Regions from separate parts of the Gossypium hirsutum genome. Here all the other regions are linked to region 3. A link is a contact called in public Hi-C data. All regions are on one chromosome and are shown on one strand. The core of a region is the stretch at or near the end of the contact, and the rest is flanking DNA. Distances in the headings are between cores, read along the strand shown.

Evidence for each region. Hi-C and Micro-C count contacts between places; a contact is called where the count stands out from the background.
Region 1: a contact with region 3 is called in a Hi-C map of hypocotyl, with 2.7 times the contacts expected there. The contact joins the enhancer-like site here to the promoter of LOC107910729 in region 3. A contact is called at or near these places in 8 of 34 Hi-C or Micro-C datasets (anther, callus, hypocotyl and 2 more).
Region 2: a contact with region 3 is called in a Hi-C map of leaf, with 2.3 times the contacts expected there. The contact joins the promoter of LOC107910733 here to the promoter of LOC107910729 in region 3. A contact is called at or near these places in 2 of 34 Hi-C or Micro-C datasets (leaf and petal).
Region 4: a contact with region 3 is called in a Hi-C map of leaf, with 2.2 times the contacts expected there. The contact joins the enhancer-like site here to the promoter of LOC107910729 in region 3. A contact is called at or near these places in 2 of 34 Hi-C or Micro-C datasets (both in leaf).

Annotation. Positions count from the first base shown.
Region 1 is chrD02:20,151,391-20,154,090 of Gossypium_hirsutum_v2.1, reverse strand. No RefSeq gene overlaps it. Among protein-coding and RNA genes, the nearest start is that of LOC107910731, 19 kb to the right of the region's middle. Within about 2 kb of position 1,265, at least 4 of the 9 cell types and tissues checked have an H3K27ac peak or open chromatin away from gene starts, as enhancers often do. A contact at or near this core is called in hypocotyl and leaf, where this site is marked.
Region 2 is chrD02:20,005,379-20,008,113 of Gossypium_hirsutum_v2.1, reverse strand. LOC107910733 (serine carboxypeptidase 1) reads right to left here and starts at 1,317. Exons shown (of 8, transcript XM_016838701.2): 1 at 635-1,317. The coding sequence starts at 1,010.
Region 3 is chrD02:20,516,537-20,519,236 of Gossypium_hirsutum_v2.1, reverse strand. It overlaps LOC107910729 (B3 domain-containing protein Os11g0197600), which reads right to left and starts at 1,360. Exons shown (of 6, transcript XM_016838695.2): 1 at 1,148-1,360; 2 at 547-1,027; 3 at 24-199. The coding sequence starts at 1,213.
Region 4 is chrD02:20,052,374-20,055,151 of Gossypium_hirsutum_v2.1, reverse strand. No RefSeq gene overlaps it. Among protein-coding and RNA genes, the nearest start is that of LOC121214878, 19 kb to the left of the region's middle. Within about 2 kb of position 1,396, at least 4 of the 9 cell types and tissues checked have an H3K27ac peak or open chromatin away from gene starts, as enhancers often do. A contact at or near this core is called in leaf, where this site is marked.

The DNA.
Region 1 (2,700 bases), core at 16-2,515, 370 kb after region 3:
TTAGTGATGTGACCTCCATAATCTGACTATAACATCTAGGTCGAGTTTGGGGTGTCACAAAATTAGAATTAAAATTTTAGTTCAAAATTAAATTTTAGTTTGAAAAGCAACTAATTTATCAAATTTTACTATTCAAAATCAAATTTTTATGTGTTTTAGAGGGGCAGTAATTGCAATTATGAGTTTAGTCAAATTAAAGAAGCACAAGCAATGGAAGAGTGTCTTAGTCTGATGAACAAAATTTTGCCTACGATGAACAATATGATTGTTAACAAATTCATGGATTGCAATAAACACTTACAGGGTCATCATAACCCAATTGTTGTGGCTTTCTCAACATTATTAGATTTAGGCATATTTTGGGTTTCTATAAATATAGAGTATAAATTTTTTTAAGAATTATGATTAAATTTATACAATGTTTAAATAGTAATTGTTAAATTTATTATCATGTCAATTTTAAAATTGTCATATTATCTTTCCGTCATAAAGTTAACAACAACTAATAAAATTGAACAAAAATAAAACAAACGTAATTAGTTGGGTGATAATTTTTTGTCAAATCATGTTTGAGGTAAAAGTAACATAAAAGCCTATGTATTAGGAATTAGATTATATTTTGGTCCATGTATTAAAAGTGGACAAATTAGTTCTTGGACATTAGATCAAAGAGAAATTGATCATTTTGTTATAACTTTCATTCATTTCTATGGTTAAAAATTGATTCTTGTACGTCAGCTTAAGATACATATGGCATACCACGTGTCATTGTCTAGTAATTTTGTCAGTCACTCCAATTTTTAACAATAGAAAGAGATGAAATCTTAACAGAAATGATTACTTTGCTCTTTGATCTAATGTATAATAATTAATTTGCCCATTTTTTTATTAGAGGGAACAAAATACAATCTAACTCTTAATACAACTACTTTTATCTAGGTTTTAATAACAGAAATAATTGGCATTGTGCTCAACTACCTGTATTTGTTTAGTTTTGAATAATATAAGGACACAACTACCTCATTTATTTTGAGAGGGACTAAATTGTATACCTTACAATTTATGAAAAAAATAGTTAACACCATCTTGAAATGTCCTTTTTTGCTAACTTTTAAATGCTTTAAAAACAATTTATTTTGAGAGAACTAGATATTTACTGGTATTGGCTGAGAATGAAATTGAATTTAGCCCATTGTATAGCATAGTCCACAGTCCAAAATACCATTGGAGCTGAAGGCAACAACCTGCCAACCAAGGATCCAATTGATATAATCTTGCTAGGCCTTTTTAGTAGAAGCCAGGCCAGGATAAAGAGTGGGTCCTCCTAAATCCATACAACTCATGGAAACCACAGTTCAAGCTCTCAACTTTACTGTATCTGTAGTGTTGTGGGCTCTAAAAGCTCCATCGTGGCACCAGAGAAAACTGGTGATCCTTCCTTAAATCATGCCGAAACTGCTATTCAACTTGTTAATGATGGAGGGTGAATGTATATGACACGGTTTAATGAATAAAACTGCAGATTCTTTCTGCGTGTGCATCTGAATCTTGCCATCTCACTAATGATTTTGAGCATGTGCTGGCTGCTCTGCTTCTTCATTTGTTTCTAAAATGATTTGATTCAGAATCTTCATCATCACTATTTTTTATTTAATTAGACCAAAAACAAATTTTCAATTTTAAATTTAAAAACTGCTCTTCAGCTTGGTACGCTGTTTTATTGGGTTATCATCTGTGGAGACCAATATGATCAACACATTACTTGTTTCAGCCATTAAAAGACATTAATCAAATGGCTGAGCACATCAAGAAAATATCATATATATATATATGTATATATGAGATTATCTCGTCATATTGGTTAAATAAAGCATGTAAACACCAACAAGTGGATGGAAAAAATGACGGATTTCTTCTCTAAATATTTGAATTAAGTTTAAATCAAGAAATAGATATAGTTAAAAATACTTTATTTAAATATATTAAAATTAATTTTAGGCCATAAAACTGAGAAGAACCATCTGTAATTATACCTAAAAATAAAAATAAAGCATGTACCTAATAATTATTTCTTTAGATAAATTTACCAATAATTGTTAAATGTAATGGTAAGATACATTACACTCTTAAGAAAGAAAACATGTTTAAATATTAAAAACAATATTATTAAAATAAGCAAACACGAATCTTAAACATAAACTATAAAATTTACCCAAAACATAAAAATAAAAAAACTATATTCGAACCCTAGAGGGCAAAGGGAACTGATTTATTCGTATATTTACCTTGGCATAGATTCCTACCACCAGCTTTTGCGCTTACTATTTGTCCTTGTCATCATTTTTAGGATTCTTCAAGTAAATTTCTATATTTAATCCAATTCTGAAACTGCTCCCACGTCTTTCCCGTTGTTCACCAGTATGCAACAAGCAAATCTATAAAATTTCAATCACCCTGTTTATATACGAATAGAAAGAATAAATTAATACTAAAATTATATTTATATGGTCAACTGAGTGTTAACTTGATTCTTATCACTATTATTGTTTGTGCAAAAAGACGTAAATTTAAACGCGTTTATTCTCTTAGTTAAGAGTTAAAATGAAATTATAAAATTTATATTTTTTTGAATCAATTTATATGAAATTTATATAACAATTGAATAGAATAATAAAGTATAAATTTCATTAATTTATTATA
Region 2 (2,735 bases), core at 68-2,567, 510 kb after region 3:
CAGTAGCTATTGTTTGAACATAAAAGAGTCCAATGGGATATTCTTAGTAAAGTGGGCTCCCTACCTGGCTGGACTCAGTCAACCAGCCTATCACACAACTTGCTGGTCCTTGCAAGTTGGAAAACTGAAGATTCTAGGTCCCTTATTTCTACCATGCGTGTGGACTGTTGTAACATGCAGGACAGCGTGAATTTGAAGTGCTCTGGTTCGCAACAGTGAAATGGTCCTACACTAAGTTCTTTGTTTCTGTGAAAAGCTGAAGGATGATATTGATTTCAGATGGAAAAACACTTTTCTAGTACTATTATTGTTTCAAAATGGATGCTTTTTCTACAGAAATGATTAATCAAGGTTTGATCTATGGATAGGTTAAACATGGGAGTTCTACATCGGTGTTGTACTGAAACTATCGTCAAGCTTCTTTATACAATCATATTTCCCAAAGATTGAGTATGCAAATACTTCTCTTTTTTGCATATACTCAAGCTTATCATATGCAGACCATGTGATGCAGTAAATGGCAGATGTTATTGCTATGGCATATTCAGTTTTGATTTAATATGACATTTTCTATACCCATGCAAATAAACTCGATACCTATCTGTTGATTCAGAAGTATAGATAAATTTGATACCTCCATTTAACCATAAAACGAGAGGCTTGTCGGAAGAATTTTGTGGTGACTCCACAAAATAATAGAACAACGCTCGATCAGCTATAGGGTCTACCGTTACATAGCCTGCATATTGGTCAAAATCCACTCCTTCAGGTTGTCCCGGCAGTGCGTTGATCTTATCACTTTGCATCATCCCTTTCTGGGATCCTACATACACTGGAGAGTTGTGACTATCTTCTTGATCATTTAGTAGAGCCCATGATTCAGGGTGTGGAGATTTGCGAGATTCGATCAACCTGTTGAGATTGCCAATCTGGTTTCCCTTGCATGAAATGAGGAAAGTTGTAAAGTAGCAAGACAACACAAGCAGCAAGTATTTAATAGTAACTTTCATGGTGGCCTCTGGACTCAAGAGCTTATGCAAGCTTCTAATAGTATTAAGTATGTATGCAAGCCAATATTGATGCTAATTTATACTGGCAGAGGATAATTTTCCATTTTGTAGCCAAGTCACAGCTTGATGCACTTGCTAACAAATCTACTGGGGCCTGGGGCCAGCTTGATATGTATTCCTGTTGTTGTTTGGGAATGAAAATTAACCCACGTTGAAATTTGGTGAGTGTGGTTTTCAACATTCAACCCTTTGTTACAAAGTTAACATTACATTTCCGGTTAATATGATATATCAATTAGCAAAATACATTTATCATTCTCTCAACGGTCGAACCTTCGTGCGGATGGCGGAAGCTTTCCGTTTAGGAAGGACGAGAAGAGCACCAGGGCCCAGGCTTGCTGGTAACTGGGAACAGAATGTCCAGCTCCTCTTACTGTTACAAATATTAAGTTCTGATATCCAACAGCATACCCTCCAACCTTGACAAAAACCAGCTAGATGATTAGCTTGATCACACCTTTGATTCATTTTCTAATAGCAATAATTAGATTAGTGAAATTCAGTTCAAACTCTTACCTCCCCATGGAGGTACCAAGGATACCAGGCAGTCTTAATGCGCATCCCCAGTTTGTTTATGGCATATTTGCTACATAATAGAGGCAGGGCACCATCTGTGTCACCACTGACATAATACCATTAAACTTGATTAGAAAGTTTTTAACTTTGATTCTTGTTTAATGAGCTATCAATGTTTTTATCCAAGGCTATGAAATTGGACTTAGTCAAATGACTAACTTGTAGATCCAAACCCGAATTCCACTGTCCATTACTTCCTTAATGATTGGCAAAACTGTTAATGGAATGAATATAAATTTTCGAGCAGGAATGGAAAGCCGAAACCTATTTCTTAATTCTCAGTAAGCAGAAGTGGAAAAAAATACTAGGAACATTCTATTCACCAACTTGGTATATAAGGTAAGTGGAAGTTGAGGAGGAATTGCATAAGGGAGCATAGAGGCATACATGTTACCAGCAGCATCATTTGCTTTATCCCCAAATCCTAAGCAAACTTTGGATGATAAATTTAGAGTAGAATAATCGCAGTTCAATGCAAGTCCAGTGTATATGTCATCAGACGTAAGGGCGTGCGTCCATTAGAAATCCACTGCTCCTCTCATAATTGTTTCAAAATCAATAGAAGCATTACCTATCTAATACATCAATAACACCCCCCCTGTTAACATTCATTTCATGACAACATAAATATATAAGAACATTCTTACAGGAACTTACTGCAATTCCTTTTAGATTGATTATAGTTTGATTGGTGTGTTGATTATTTTGGAGTATAGTGTGAGCAAGCTGGGGTACATAATGGCCTGCATAACTCTCTCCTGCCAGGAAAAATTCCCTGGTTTTGTATTCAGGAAATCTTTGGAGCCAGTAAACAAGAAAGGTATAGGAATCTTGGGCAGTTCTTAAATCTCCACTTGACTTATAGTCTGAGGTTCTATTTGAGTAAGAGAATCCGACACCGGCAGGCGATTCTAAAAAGATGATGTTAGCATATTAACACACAAAATGTTAGTCAATGATTCATTTTCAAGGAAACCCCTGATAATTTGGCGGTTATGTAATGCAAGAAACCCACCCTTATTCCATGCGTATTCATTTCGATGCAAGGTTTTACCATCTTTTTCTACTCTAAATGGGCCAAGTTCCATC
Region 3 (2,700 bases), core at 111-2,610:
ACAGTGAGAAGGAAACATCTTACCAATGTATAAGAGCCACTGACATTGAATCTTTTCATAATTCTTACAAAAAAGGGGAAACATGAGTTAAAAGACTGAGCCACTTTCTTCTCTTCAAATTCTCCTATCATCTGTATACAGCCACTGCCATGAAGGTTCAAGTCATCTTCTTTGCCAGTTATTTTCAGGATGGTTCCATCTGTTTCAAGAGATCAGAGACTCTGTCAAGTGGAATTTATGTAATGTAAACAACCAGTGAAGTTCCAATAAGAATCGGAATGAACATCCACAAGCATGCACAATTACAAAGGCATGAAATTTCTCACATTGAGTTTCTACGTAAAGCAAATTTAACACAAATAAGTGGTATCTACGCTAACATAAGATAATGAGAACTAAACAAGAATACACATACATTGATACCATAGTTCTTACTTAGTGTTTATTAAAACAAGTTTTTATTCTTACATCATAGAAAACTGTCAAATCAATGATAAAACAACAATTCATATACAAATCTCAAATGGGAGAGGTTGATTTCTTTACCATGATTTTCATCACAGGAAGTTAATCCTTGACAACTTGTGGTAGCAAGAATCAGCTCACGCCCACAATGTTCTTCATCACGAACGGACTCCGAAGAACTCTGTCTGATTCTCTTTAACAACTCTTCACAATCTTGATCCAATGAAACATCCTCCTCCTCCCTATATCTCTTCTGCCCCAAAATTCCATTAAACACGCTACCAGCTTGACTGCATTTACAATGAAAAGCAACTTCTTTCTCGCAACTGCTTTGATCAAACACTTTGACATCGAAAACCAAGTCACCATCATACCTAAAAACCAAAAAATCACCACATTCTAGGCTATGGTCTGCGACGAAATCAGCCCATCCTTCATCAAATAATAAGTCATCATTTCTTTGAACTAATCTAACATTCCAACTATACCCACTTGGTCCTTTTAACAAAACTGACGCAGAAACTCTTCCCTCCAAGTTTCTATTAAATCCCACTGGAATTCTCTGTTAAAATATCACCCATCACTCGAAGGTAAATAAAACTAACTAATCTAAAATGGAATTCATAACAATATTTACACTAAACCCTAATTTGAATAGGAAAAAAAGAAGGGGATAAAATACCAGGCTGTTAGCACTTGAAGTAGAGGAGAAGACATTGAGAAAATGCGGTCGCCTCAGTTTTGACATCGCTGTTGCTGGCTTTGATATGCTTTAGACTCATCGACAATGTTAATTCGGACCCATATTTTGAACCTTCTGAAGCGGAAGAGAGTTTTTGTTTTTATTTTTCTTAGAAACCTGTTGTTTGGATTGGGTTGTTATCTTATCCGAGTTGGATGCGGTTGCGTCACACGTATCTTTTTGACTCATTGATCAAAGCGAGTTTCTTTCAATCAATCATACCAGCGCGTTGAAATGAAGCTGATTGTTATTAAGTGAAACCTGCCATGTCAGATGTGAGCGAGCTTTGGATCCGACCCTATGCAATTTCTATAGTTGTTAAGGCCCAATTTTTATAAATTCCCCAGGTATAGGCCCAATTATTTATGTGTAGATTTATTAATTTAATTTTAGTAAATTTATTAATGATCAAATTTAATTTCTATATTTTTAAAAAAAAGTTTTTCACCCCTATCAACCATAATTGGAGTGTGATAGTTTGACTTTTTTTTCTAAGTCTAAAAAAAATATTACTTTAACCATTAAACTTACATTATTTATCAAATTATCCAAAATAGCTAAAAATATTAGTGTTTGTTAATTTTGCTTACATGACATGTACGTGAATTGTTACATGTATGTTATATTAACAATTAATTAAATTTTTTAATAATTTTAATTTTCTAAAATGATTTTTATTTTTTAAAATTTTTAAATGATTAATTAATTAATAATGTGACATCCACATAATAAACCACGTATATGTCATATTAGCAAAGCTAGCAAATACTAATATTTTCATCTATTTTAGGATAATTTGACAAATAACGCAAGTTTAAAACTAAAAATAATGAAAAAATAGATCAAAAACTTTTTTCTATAAAATTAGAGTGTCAAATAAATTATTATTAATTTTTTTAATCATAAAATTTTATTAATATGGCTTTCATTCAAAAAAAAATCTTACAAGTTAGAGGTGTTTATAATGGCTTACACCACAGGATTAACTCAAGAATACAGACAATGCAAGATCCATTCATTTTTAGTATCATGGCATGGAACTTATACTGTTACGGTTATCAATTCTCGTATAAGAGGCAACCGAGAAGTTAACTCTTTATAAATCCTTTCATCACTATTGTAGCATATCAGTGATTGACTAGTGACGGATTAGTAACAAAAATCACATGTAAAAAGCAACCACTCAGAACGACGGATTTCTAACAAAAAATGTGACAGGAATCATATTCTGTCACAATTACGGTCATAATATTTTGGGATTATCTCTCAACAACCCATTGTAACAGAAATTATTATACATAATGACAAATTTTGTAACAGACTTGTGACGGATTTAATTAATTAAAATTATTTTTTAATAGACTTACATATTTAATTAATTACTTTTAAAATAAATTTATAAATTTATTTTAACAAATCATATATAATATAACAAGATACATAGATTACATATACTATAAGTGGTACACTCTTTTTTTTCATTTAATTTTTAT
Region 4 (2,778 bases), core at 147-2,646, 460 kb after region 3:
ATTGACGACGCCGAATTGAAGTATAATTATATAAAACGTTCAGAAACTTGATGAAATAATTACTCTTAAATTCGGTGAAAAAAGAATCATAAGTTGAAAAAGAATTCTATACTTACTGAAAGATTCTTATTTTTGAAAGCTTTTAGATGTTCTTATGCCAACCACCTCACTATTTTATAACAATGACCTGATTTCAATGGAATATTTTATATCTTATTCTAAAAGCATATAAACTAATTGAATTAATAATATAGGGTTAATCTTCATCAATGTTAGAAATGCCCTTTTCGTTTCTGATTTAAATAAAGGTGAAAAATTGTCTAAGGTAAACTAAATTTTTAGTTATTAAATTATAGGTAAGTTTTTGTTTTGATCATTGCATTATTCAAAAATTTTTATTTAAAACATCGAACTATTTAAAATTTTTTTTTATTTAAATCACTGAGATGTTAAATTTAAAAAAAAAAAGTTTCACCAACGAGCTCCAAACGACGATTCAACGACCAGTATAGTGGATTAGTACTCATTGACGAGTAAAAAAACATATCTTAGATTTAAGTCAATAACGGTCAGTGTAAAAAATTGGAAAAAAAAAAACTATTTAAATTTTGATTCGCAAATTCATTACATCCAAATTTGTTTCATAAAGAAAAACTAAATTGTAGAGGAGAAGGGAAAAGAGAGCTTTTGATTGGTGCAAACATGTGAACAAAGAAAGCCATATAACATCAATTTTAATAATCTAGTGAAAACTTTTAAATGGTCTAATAACCAAATTATAACTTAATTTTATTCAAATAATGAGAAGGAAAATTTACCGATAGAGAAAAATATTTGAAAGTGAAATTACTGCTCAGACGGCTTTGATGGTTTACAAAGGACAGCTTCGATCTTTGGGAATCTTTTAATTTGTTTCTTTCCTTTTGGAGTTGAATAACCGTCCTCTCTTTTGATGCTTCCATGTTGTTTCTTGGATTACATCCAAAGGAATGATTCATGGATAGTCAACTTTTGAGGCCCATGTCTATATTATGTGAAAAGCAAAGCCCAATTAAAGATGCAAGGAAAATGAAGTGTTCAACATAAATACACAAAACCAGTGTTTAGGCATACAGAAATCCTAATACTTTATGCTTGTGTTTAGGCATTATTCAGATATATTTTTAGGTGGCCATTAATCTAGTAGATTCTCTAGTGTTTTTAGGCCCACACAGATGTCTCTATACAGATACAGCAGCTACAACTCTAAAGTCAAACTCTAATAAATAGATGCCGGTCCTGCTGCTATTTATGTACCATCTAAATGAACAACCATTGCCAGCCACCCCCATGGACCGACCGACAAATGTGATGAAATTCAAGCTTGCTTAATGCTTTCATATTGTATGCATCATCTTTAGGACCCCACTTCTCACCGTCCCTCTAAAACTCAGACCCATTATCATGCAATTGTCTGTCCTCAATGTTGTACCAGGGCGACACACAGATCGTTTGTTTCTGCCTTTTTTTGAGGCGTGCAAGTCATGGGTAATTCCCCCCTATAAATTATTTTGGCCTTTTTTGTTTCTTTCCTAGTTTCCTTCCTGGTCCCGTCCCATTCCCACCTCTCTTTTTCTTTATACCTTCCATCCCTATATTCCTTGGGACTTCTGAATTTAATCCCTCCACTTTCCTTTCATTTAATTTAGTCCGCATACTTGTTTGATTTGAAAATTAAAAACCAGTTGATAACACTGTTAATCAATTTTCATTAAATTCAAATATGTAGCATTTTAATATTCAAATATTTGATTTAAAAATTAAAGTAAATTAATAACGAATATTCAAAATAATAAAATTATCAATTGGACTTTAATTTTTAAATCAAAACTAAAATTTTGAAACTGAAAGTAAAGTGATTAAATTGTATTGATACTATCTACAAGGGAGGAGATATGGAGAAGATAAAGAGGAGTATGCGGTGATGTTAAGGAAGCTGATTCACCTAGGGAGGTGGAAAGCCAAAAATAGAGAAGAGGATAGGTTGATTGCTGGAACAGGAAGAAATTGCTCAAGGTAACTTAAGGGCTCAAAAGATCAATCTCTTCTTCTTCGTTAGGAAGGTATATATAGGAGAGGTCATTTTGTCCTATAGTGTGACGTGGTAGGTTGTTATGGCAAACATGCTAACAGTGTACGTGGGGTGCGGGCATAGAGGTCCCAAGCAATACGAGGTTGTTGTTACTCTCTGGTGGGGTACACTTGTCGTTAGAGGTGTGTTCATGCTTGAGAAGTGTTTACACCTAAAAAACAGGTGCCTGATGAGGTTACTTGACGAGCGGGTTGCCTTGTCATAGGAGTGGGTGGACAAGGCCACCTTTAAGCGGGATCAAGTGGCTTGGCTTGGCTTGGGAGGATGTCCAAGCAAAGAGAGGCCAAGTGAAGAGAGGTAGGGGTGAGTGCTCGATCAAATCGAATGAAAAAATTTCGAGTTAATCGAACTGACGAATCTTATTTAATCATCTTAACTCAATTTGAAATTTTCTCGAATCGAGTCGAGTGAGATAGAATTTGAATCAAATCAAATCGAATATATTTATTCGAGTTAAATTAAAAAAAATGACTTTGGGTCCTTATAACCATTGTCACCCACCATAATCAAATTTGCCCACCGTCATCAAATTTGTTATTAACTTTCATCCCCTCATAATTTATTTATTAAAATTTTATATACAAGTTAGTTTATTTGCTTACTTAATTGCTTCAATTATCTTTTAATTCTTGTTGTTGACACCATTT